Linked DNA regions of Zea mays: region 2 is linked to region 1. A link is a contact called in public Hi-C data. All regions are on one chromosome and are shown on one strand. The core of a region is the stretch at or near the end of the contact, and the rest is flanking DNA. Distances in the headings are between cores, read along the strand shown.

Region 1 (5,407 bases), core at 1,802-4,301:
TCTCCACCTATTTCAGTCATGCTGCTTAAATTTGGGAATGATTGATCTCCTTAATGCTCAGGCTTGCCACATGACATTGGGTTTACAACTTAAAACAATGAAAATATGAAATATCACATGTATCCTGGGCGACAAATCTGCAGTAAGATTTTGGATCTAAATTCTCCCTCTATCACAATGGCAATCACTCATCGACTAGACAAACTTTCATTACAAATTTGTTCGCAACAAAAGCCCATGGCATGTGTGCTCCATTTGTGGATTGCACAATGATGTTCATGTGGGCCTGCAGCCCTACCCGGTCGCCATGTGTTAAAGGTAGTAGATCTTTAGACAAACTCAAATGTCCCACTCTCTAAATTTGGGAATGATTGATCTCCTTAATGCTCAGGCTTGACACATGACATTGGGTTTACAACTTAAAACAGTGAAAATATCACCTGTATCCTGGTCGACAAATCTGCAGTAAGATTTTGGATCTGAATTCGCCCTCTATCACAATGGCAATCACTCATCGACTAGACAAACTGTGATAACAAATTTGTTTGCAACAAAAGCACATGGCATGTGTGGTTCCATTTGTGGATTGCACAATGATGTACATGTCCAAGGGCGGATTCAGAGGGGGGGGGGCTGCAGCCCTGCCCGGTCGCCATGTGGTAAAGTTAGCAGTAGATCTTTATACTAACTCAAATGTCCCACTCTCTAAGCCACCATGCATCAGTCATGTCCGCATCTAACATGACAATCTATTTTTTGCCGTTTTTACGGGGGATGTCACATAAAATGCCATGTTAACGACCAATTGTTAGTGACTAGTGATTTAATTTCATTCGTATAAGACAAAAAAATTAACTGTCCTTATCCAACACACGTGCACTATGATAGCGGCCTCGTCCTAGTATGCGTCCTAACCCTAGTCATCCGATGTCCGAGTGGTTGCCCTACTCCATGGCACGATTACAGTCGACAGGCACCCATGCCCAGGTTCTAGATCGGCAGGTGGCAATAGCTAAGGTTGCCCACCACAAGGCACCAGCCATCTGTCATCATTGTACATGTCCATGCAATTGCTAGTAGACCCTCCTTTGATCCATTCCTGAATCCGCCATTGTACATGTCCATGCAAAGCAGAATGCAACAACACCCTATCCTATCATAGCATGTCGCAAACCTCAAAGCTAGAACAAATTCTAGCTCCTCATTCCAGTATGCTACATGGACACACCATTATTGCTGATACATCTTTAAAACAAAACAGACAATTATTGAATGCCACAAATATTATCCAACATGGTATCAGAGCTGTTGAGGGAAGAAGGTCGCTATAACAACAAGAAGGGCAGAGGGGCTAGGGAAGGGATAAACCAAGGCAACCCTTCCACCACAAATGTGGAGAGACTACTTCAAACCCCCGACTGTCGACTCGATGAGACAGCTCTCACCACTGCACCAGGCCTGCCTTTCCATTCGAGCTTGGTACAAGCATATACTAAAATGGAACTGAAAGTAAGGGCATGTTTGGCATGACTCTACTCCACCTCAGAGCAGCTCTACTCTAAAACTCTAGCTGGAGCAGCTCTGCTACAGAGTTTATATTGTTTCTCATAACCGGTGGCAGTGGCGGGTAAATAACTCCAAACTCCATGACTAGGTTGCTTTTTTGGAGCTTTCGGAACAGCAAAAGAGATACTCCAAAAAATTGTACTGCAGCTCCAAAAACTCCATAGAGTTTACAACTCTGGAGTTAGTGTGTTTGGTATGCCCTGCCCAGCTCCTCCTTGGAGTTTTGCTCTGGAGCCATTCCAAACACGCCCTAAATATGCATTGTACACCAGCTCTAATACCATGAAATACTGAAATATGACACAAGCAGCTGACTTAATTGTTGTATCGCAGTAGATGCTTGTCAAAATAGTTCCATAACAGACAAGTGTCACGCATGCTGTGCAATTTTATAAATGAATCCTAGGCATAAGCTAGAATAAACAGATAAGCAGAATATCTAACTAAAATTTGGCTAATCCATACCAATCCGACAAACCCTGTTGTTATGATAACAGAAGTGCAAGAACTCAGATGACATGCTACAAAAGAGTGAACAAGTCAAGACAGCCCTATAATTTGGCGTGACCAACTTTTGATTGAGGCACATTGAGAGCCCCAAACAACTGGGGCCTGGACCCCTGCCCCATGGATGCCTACACCACTGTCATTAATGTTTGAGGAAGTTCCACTAATTACATTGCATGATTATTAAGACATCTATCTAAACAGCTAAAATGTTACATCATTCAGGCAATGATCAAGTAGACAGAATTCATGCAAGTTTTCACATGTAAAATCCATGGAGTAACAAGATCTGTAACTTAAATCCCACAAGATATTCTAATAAGATTAAATGTATCAAATTCACTCTTTGGTGTAACCACTGACTCCAAAACCCCTAAACCAGATCAGAACATGGTGCTATCCCGAAACCTTCCATAATAGAACCCGTAAAGTTCAACTAGAAACCACAGCGGCGAAATCAACTATCTAAAGAGTAAGCCATTCATTAAGCGAAGCTAACGAGTTAACCGGATCAAGGGGATACCACGAGAATCAAGTGGCTACCATCAATCCCAACCACTGATCAGATTAGCTAGCATCGCAGATCGGTTCAACTTCACCAGCTGAACAAGGACAGTGACAGCGACAGTCAGCTCTTCGACTGGTCAAATCTAAATCAACCCTAACGCCCTAAACACCATCAGATCAAACGAAAAAAAAACAAGATCTAGCGAGCTAAGCACACTAAAGCCCACAGAATCGGATCGGACTAGGGCCGACTAGGCCAGATCCGAGACGGACCAAAAGACACCGAGTACTACGCGGATCGGGAAGGGGGAGGATTCAGCAACGTACCTGCGGCGCCAGTGACGAGCACGCGCATCGGTTCCTTCGCCATCGGAGCGAGTAGAGGAGGAGGCGGAGAGTTTCGAGAAGGTTCTGGAAGCGGGGGTTTGGAGTGGCTTTGGAGGAAGCGGCAACCAAGGATAGCAGATGGGATGCGACATGCGACAATGGGTGGCCGCTATTTAACGACGCCGCTGTGACGGGGAGCCAGGGGAGTCCACTGTCACTCGCCCCACAACGAGAGCAACTGTTCATAGTCACTGACAATGGGCCTGATACTTACGGGGTCCAGACATCAGTGTTGCAATGTGGGCTCTGTGCCTGATACTTGCTGCTCAGCTGCTGTGTGCGGTGTGCCTACTGCCTAGGCAAGAGGCTTGCGAACAGTGACGACTTGTCGACTTGACCCTGTGGCCTGTGGCGCTGGCCACCGGCCCACCGCCCATGGCTTCGAATAGGAGTGGATATCGAGCTGACTCGGCTCGGCTTGGCTCGACTTGAGTTGACTCGTTAAGATAACGAGCTGGCTCGGCTCGACTCGTTATGTTAACAAGCTGAAGATCCAACTCAGCTCGACTCGTTTGCCAACTCGAGCTGGCTCGTGTAGCTCGCGAGCCAGCTTGATAATATCATGTCTAGTGTCTACGAACGAATATAAAAATATGTAGCAAAAGAAAAGAAGGAGATCTATTTAGAAAAAAGAATAGAGTTTGCAACTTAAGATTCCACACTCAACAAAGAACAAGATTAACTATAGTAGAGTATAAGATTAACTATTTTGGATCCGAGATTATTGTAATTTGACTAATTACTCCAACTCGTTTGGCTCACAAGTCAGCTCGCGAGCCAGCTCGAGCTGGCTCGTTATCGTAACGAGTTTAAATACAAACTCAACTCGTTACAAATTATAAACGAGTCGAGTCATTATTGAGTCGAGTCGAGCGAGTTAACGAGCTACGAGTTTTTCGTCCAGCCCTAGCTTCGACGGTGATCTTTATTTCCAAAAGTCAAATAATCTAAATTTTAATCAAATATAATCATAAAACATTAATAATTACGATATTTTAATAATACCATCAGATTTATCTTATCATATATTTTCATATTAAATATATTTAAAAATAAAAATATTAATACTAATTTATATAAATTTAATTAGAAAATAAAATTAGTTGGATTCTCAGATTATATATATACTAGTACAATAATAGCACACAATCATATTTGATACATATGATCCACGTATCAAATATAAGAATAAATATTACACTTTATCTTAGTTCAAATGCTGATAAATGTATGAGTTGAAAAATAGCTCGACCTTTTTTTATAACTTGCTCGGTCGTACGTCCTTCTTCAGCTAGCGAAGTGTTACTATACGCTACATATGGCTTCCTGTCGTGCTAGGATTGGATGATTTCTCACAGCCCATATGCAGTGTAACGGTCCATTTATAGACGTGAAGCGGGGAAGAGAAAAGACATACGCACTTCACACGTGACGCACAACGTAAAACTAGAGCTAAAAGTTGAGACAATGTTGGGTCGGCACGGCCCAAACCCATCATACTTCAGGCCAATTTTTTTTGGACCAGCACGTCACAAAAAAATTCGGGCTCAGGAGTGTCGTGTCCAATTAACAAAAGTAGGCTATCTTCAAATTATTTCTAACTTTGTTATACATTAAAAATTATATGAGAAAGAGAAATCAATATTTTCTATAACTTTTGTGAAGAGGTAAAAATTATTGAAGCATGAAATAATCATTTAAACATTACTTTTCTAATTCGTGCCCCACTCCATATCGTGCTAGCCCAAACATGACCCATCTAATACTACCGGAATCGCAGGCTTTGTCGAGTGTTGTATTCTTTGCCGAGTGTCTTTTGTCGGGCACTCGGCAAAGAAGGCTTTGCCGAGTGCCACTTTACCGAGTGCTGAACACTCGGCACAGGACGACACTCGGCAAAGACAAGTTTGTCGAGTGTCAAACACTCGGCAAAGGGGGCTCTCGGCAAAGGGCCGTCAGCGGCCGTCCCAAAGCTGACGGCCGTCAGTCTTTGCCGAGAGCCAACGGCTGGCACTCGGCAAAGAGGCTTCTTTGCCGAGTGCCAGGAGGCTTTGCCGAGTGTCATCGCTAGACACTCGGCAAAGTATTTTTTTATTTTGTCTCCCAAAATTTTTGTGGTATGTTCCTACACTATGTAGACCTACATGTATCATTTGTGGACAATTTTAACAGAGTTTTCAATCGTTAGTAGATTTAGTTCGTTTATTTAAATTTCTTCGAAAAATTTAGATTTGAACTGCAGGTCACTCGAAACTTGGAAAACCGTGCATGCAAAAATGATATTCATGTTACTTAGCATAAGTTACGACCGATTCCAGGAGCGGACCGGAAACTTCGAGCAACATGCTCACTAAACATGGTCGTGAACTTGCCATCCACATGTCTAAAAATTGCATAAAACACAAACAAAGTCAGAAAATCCTGAAACTTGTCCACGTGT
Region 2 (5,205 bases), core at 1,282-3,781, 80 kb after region 1:
TCCATACGAATGTACATACAGTACACGACGTTTGCAATACCTTTGACTTTGGCCGTCGTTCGATCTGCAATAAACCAGCCTTACCAGCGGAGAGCAAATTCCAGTTACTAGCTCGCCACCGCCACTAGCTTGAAGATCGTTGATCGGGGGCAGTTTCGCTTCTGTAGTTGTAGCGGCCAGTATGTTCTTTGATCTTTTCGGTACTGATGCCGTTCCTAGCTTTTAACTTGCCTCCTCAAGTCCTCGTCAGTACCCTCAGTACCCTTGCATTATTCATTTTGTTTTACAATTTTTGCTATACAAACGAGCGTGGCTAGATACTTATACATTTAGTGGGCTTGTAGGCTAAGCAATGTTGAGGTACTTTTACGATGAAATTTGCATCCCTTTTATTTATTATTACCATTGTAAATGACTTTAGGTAAGAAAAAAAATCATGTGTACTTGTGTGCCCATTATATTTCCCAAACACCTCCTTAATTTTTTGTCCTGGGTTCGCCACAGGTCCTATCTCTAATAACCACTCTTGTTCTCAGAAGTTTAAAAAGAAGGAACCACTAAGAAGAGCATATTTGAGAATTTAGGTATTCATTACATGGCTTTATCTTAGACCATCAAAGCAACACCTTGCATCTTGTTTTTCTATGAAGTTTCTGTGAAGCTATGTGTTATTGCAATTGTTAGAAAATGGTGGCATGCTTCTCTTCACTTGAGCCATCCCTTCTAAATCTTGGGACGAGATTCTATTAAGGGGAGGGACGTGAAGTTGAACAGTGGGTTAAGTCTCAGACAAAATATATCAAATGGTGAGTGACTATAAGATCTAGTTCAAAATCTTGCAAGTGTTGATAAAAAGGTGGTGTGAAGTTAAACTCTTTCAAAACGAGGCTATGTTAAACTTTTTAAAGACATGCAAAACTCTTTTGCTTAAATTCAAACCCTATTAAAAAAATTTGCATGATGAATAGAGTTAGTCATGTCTCTTCATGTGCATCACATAAATACGAACTTATCTTGATCATAGAAAAAGATGCATGGAGTTTGGAATCGCATAATCACATGAAAAGATAATTCCAACTTTGTTTAAAACACTTTTCTTAAATAAGTCAGTATATGTGATGTCAACCAAACTTTGCACTCATGCCTGAACAAATCTAAATTAACTCTAGAACAAAAGTTAGTTAGGGTTTGCTTTTGCAAAATCTGGAGAAGATGCTTAAAAATAGGTAAAACCAATGTTTATGCCTTTTTCATGGTCCTATATATGTTGCATAGCATGTGACATATGTTTTATCAAAACGATAATTTTATGTCTAAACAAAAGTTAGAGTAGATTATGTACTACCAAGTTTGTTTCTACTACATACCCTAAGTCAGCATCTAAATGCCTCAAACGATGGACCAAAACTTTGAATCCCCTTTCTAAAAACCTCAACCCTGATTTTTGCGGTCCATGTTTAAGTTAGAGCTGAAACCCTATGTTTGACGCCTAATAGCTCACAGATGTTTGATCTTCTCAGCAAAGTCCCTTTCTGAAAGCTTTACTCCTTTATCTCATCTCCATCTTTTGTATAACACCTCGAGTCAGTCATGCATGAGTTTTGGAGTTAATGTGACATAAACTCAGTTTCACTAACCTATAGTGATTTGGAGGTCTCTGAAGTCTGATAGTTCAGACCAAACAGTAACGGTGCGCCATGTTTGTGACTCTTTATTTCTCAAATCTATGTATCAAATCCTTACTAAGTTTTGTATCTTGATCTATTCTGGTGAGATGCAAACAAGTACCATCAAGTTTGGAGCATGTTTGGACCTTCAAAATAAATTCACAAAACTTCTAGCCTCACTGAGATTCATGAGTTCTGACTGAAATCCTGAAACTGAATTTCGATTTCTTTTACCAACCTTTGGAACTCCCAAACCGTTCCAAATCTTGCTATAAACCTTTAACCAAACCGAAGTTGTGCCCCTTCGCGTAGCTCTACAATCCGTGTTGAGTAATGTTTGCCTCTCGTCGCATGGTTTCGCGGGAAATTGGGAACGGATCAGTAGCCTGTTTCAGTCCGTCTGACGGTTCAACTGCCTGTGTTGCAGTCAGACCAGGAGGTCGCGGGCGTGGCCGACCGGCAATCGCTAGTGAAGAAACGCCAGAGCGCTCGCCCTGCCTCCTGCTCGTCCATCTCTCTCGTCTCTCTGCTATGCTCCAGAGCCGGAGCCACCATGCCCCACCATGGCCAGGCCGTTGGGCAAGCCACAGCCACTGTGTTCCCCATACTCCGCTAGTCCTACGCAGCCCTTAGCTCTCGGTTCCTTGATCTCTCATTCGCGAGCTCGAGCATCATCGCCGAGTTTTAGAAACTTTTGCCACCACCTGTGTTCCGTACTTCCGTTGGTCGCAACGCTGAGGAGCCCACGAGGCATCCTCTATTATTGCCCCCTTCTTCTATCTTCGACCTGCCCCCTCGCTCACCTTCGCTACTCTAGACGCGCTGCTGTGCTTCTTTCCGGCCTTTCCCCACCGCCAGCGGACAACGACAGCAGGCACCGCCTGCTCGTGCGGTCGGCTGTCCTCGGGCTGTCACAGGGCGAACAGCAGGCACCTGCGGTTGCGCGCGGGCTCGGGCGTGCTTCTGCGCTGCTGCTCGCTTCAGAATCATCTTTAAAAAAATGTATAGGTAGTGGCGGTTCTATTAGATATCCGTCCGTGAAAATCATCTTTTGTAGGGTTTTTTAGGGTGATTTCTTTACATAACCGTCAATGAAAATGAAATTTAAAAGATTATTTAAAACAAATTTTAATTTAGAACAGAGAAAGTATTGTTTTCAGCAATAGTTATGACAATGCAACCACTACTAAATTCGTATTTTCAAGGGACCCTCTGCTACTGTCTTATAGACACGCTGACACTTTACAACCCTTAAAAATTTGAATTTAATAGTGGTTGCACTGCCGTAACCATTGCTGAAAATAATACTTCCTCTTTTCTAAATTAAAATTTATTTTAAATAATCTTTTAAATTTAAATTTCATTTTTATTGACGGTTATGTAAAGAAACCACCCTAAAAAAATGATTTTCACGGACGGATATGTAAAAGAACCGCCACTATCTATACTTTTCTAGAGACGGTTAAACACCCGGTGCTACAAAGTACGGACCCTAATGGCATAGGATCTCTCATGTGGATCCCAATGTCCACACATCCAACTATTGCGCCTGTTCAGCACCAGACTCCACTCACACAGCTACCACAGCGCGCAAAAAAAGTGCAGAGTGAGCACTCGAACCTAGACCCCTAGCTTTCGAAATTTAGGGCTAACCACTAGACCACATGTACCTTAGTATTTAGAAATAAACAATAATTATATTTGAATAAATATCTTAATACATATTTATATGATATATAAAAATCTAGCAAAGCACGGGCAACTGACTAGTCTATTTACAAGGACGGCTCTGCTTAAACTAAAATTCCACTAAAATAAATTTTGAACATTTTCCACCAAATTTTAGAGACCAAATGGCAATGGTCGGATTCAAGTCGGAGCAATTAAAACCCAACCGCCATCACACCCGTGAAGTCCATCTAAACTTGTATGCGATCACAATCACAATTGCAATTCCAATCCCGCACCCAAACCTGTCAGGGCTCTGGTTGGATTTTGGGTTACCCATGGGTTTGTACTCATTGTACTCTTTTAAACATTAATCTAGCTATAAGAAATGTAACAACAATAATTAAATTATATGTATGGATTTTAAGCCTTATCATAGTAGAAACAAAACATTTCATAAATTATTAGCCCAGTCACTTATTCAAAATAATTGCTATTGTTTCTTAACCATTTTTGCACAAAATAAAAATGAACCAAATTTCGAGTTAGGTGTGCAGGTTGAAATACAAACCCGCACCCACACCCGCAAAACTTTGGGTCGGGTGCGGCTGCACCCGTGGGTCAAAATCTTCACCCACACTGGTGCTTGTCGGTTAGGGTACCCATCAGTTTTCGGGTTTGTAGGTTAAATTGTCATCCCTAATTGCAATTGATTTAAATGAACTTCATATATACTAGTGATCTAGTTAACTCATATGAACTTGGCTTGCAAAGTCTTTGTAGCATACTTTAATTTACATTACAACCCACTAATTAACATTGTGATTCATAACAACAATGAAAGAAAAGATTGTGATCTGTCGCAAAGTCCAAATTGTAATCATAGAAGTAGCCATTCTCACGGAGAACCTACCGAGTGCAGAACTTGCAAATATCATCTCGAACTTTGTGAATTGAGACGAAAACAATCTATTTTTTACAAATAGGACATGTCAATATTCCATGCATGCTCCACCTAGCAAATATGTCATAAGTTATGAACTCATGTACCGAAAACAAATACCATACCTAGAGATTGAACTTTTGCTTCTTGAAGCAATAGTAGGCTTCCACTCCTTCCCATAGCTTCTTCAACTCTTCAATCAATGGTTGAAGTATCACATTAAAGCATATGACAGTATGTTTTGGTCCAGGTATAACAAAGCATAGGAACATAAAACTCATATTTCATGTAAAGCAATGGTGGAAGGTTGTACGGGATGACAAAGACAGACCAACATGAGTAGGATGCAGTGGTCATATTGAGAGGTGTGAAACTATCAATCGCCAAGCTGATATGAACATTTCTTGTATCCTTGGTAGACTCTAGATCAAAGGTGTTCAAAGCCATCCATGCATCACCATCTGACGGGTGCACCATTAGCCTATCTTTTTATCCTTACGATATCTGTGCCACCTCATGTGCATAGCGGTCTTCCTTGAGAGAAACAAATGTTTCACTCTAGGAGTGAGAGACATTTACCTAATCTTTTTAACCTTGATGTACCTTGAGTTACCACACTTTAAACACTTATGTTCTATTTCATGTTCCTTCCAAAAGATCATGCAATTGTCCTAGCACACATCAATCTTCTCATACTTTATATTGAGACCTTCAAGTAATTTATTAGATTGGTACATGTCATTAGGCATCTTGTCACTCGTTGGAACAACCTCACTAATCAAATCCATGAGCTGCTTACAACAAATGATTGAGAATACAAACTTGCACTTGATTGCCATCAGCCGGGTCATGATTTTGAGAATGATAACAATTGTGTGCCCATGAAGAGGCTCTTCTAAAGTTTTAAGGATATCGAAGAACTTCTAA

The links. A called contact is a pair of places that touch in the nucleus more often than the background predicts.
Region 2: a Hi-C map of ear shows a contact between it and region 1, with 2.7 times the contacts expected there. The contact joins the enhancer-like site here to the promoter of LOC100280767 in region 1. A contact is called at or near these places in 5 of 25 Hi-C or Micro-C datasets (ear, leaf and tassel).

Annotation. Positions count from the first base shown.
Region 1 is chr5:29,753,491-29,758,897 of Zm-B73-REFERENCE-NAM-5.0, forward strand. LOC100280767 (malate dehydrogenase, cytoplasmic) reads right to left here and starts at 3,052. Exons shown (of 7, transcript NM_001398308.1): 1 at 2,908-3,052. The coding sequence starts at 2,950.
Region 2 is chr5:29,834,045-29,839,249 of Zm-B73-REFERENCE-NAM-5.0, forward strand. No RefSeq gene overlaps it. Among protein-coding and RNA genes, the nearest start is that of LOC100280767, 80 kb to the left of the region's middle. Within about 2 kb of position 2,532, at least 8 of the 20 cell types and tissues checked have an H3K27ac peak or open chromatin away from gene starts, as enhancers often do. A contact at or near this core is called in ear, where this site is marked.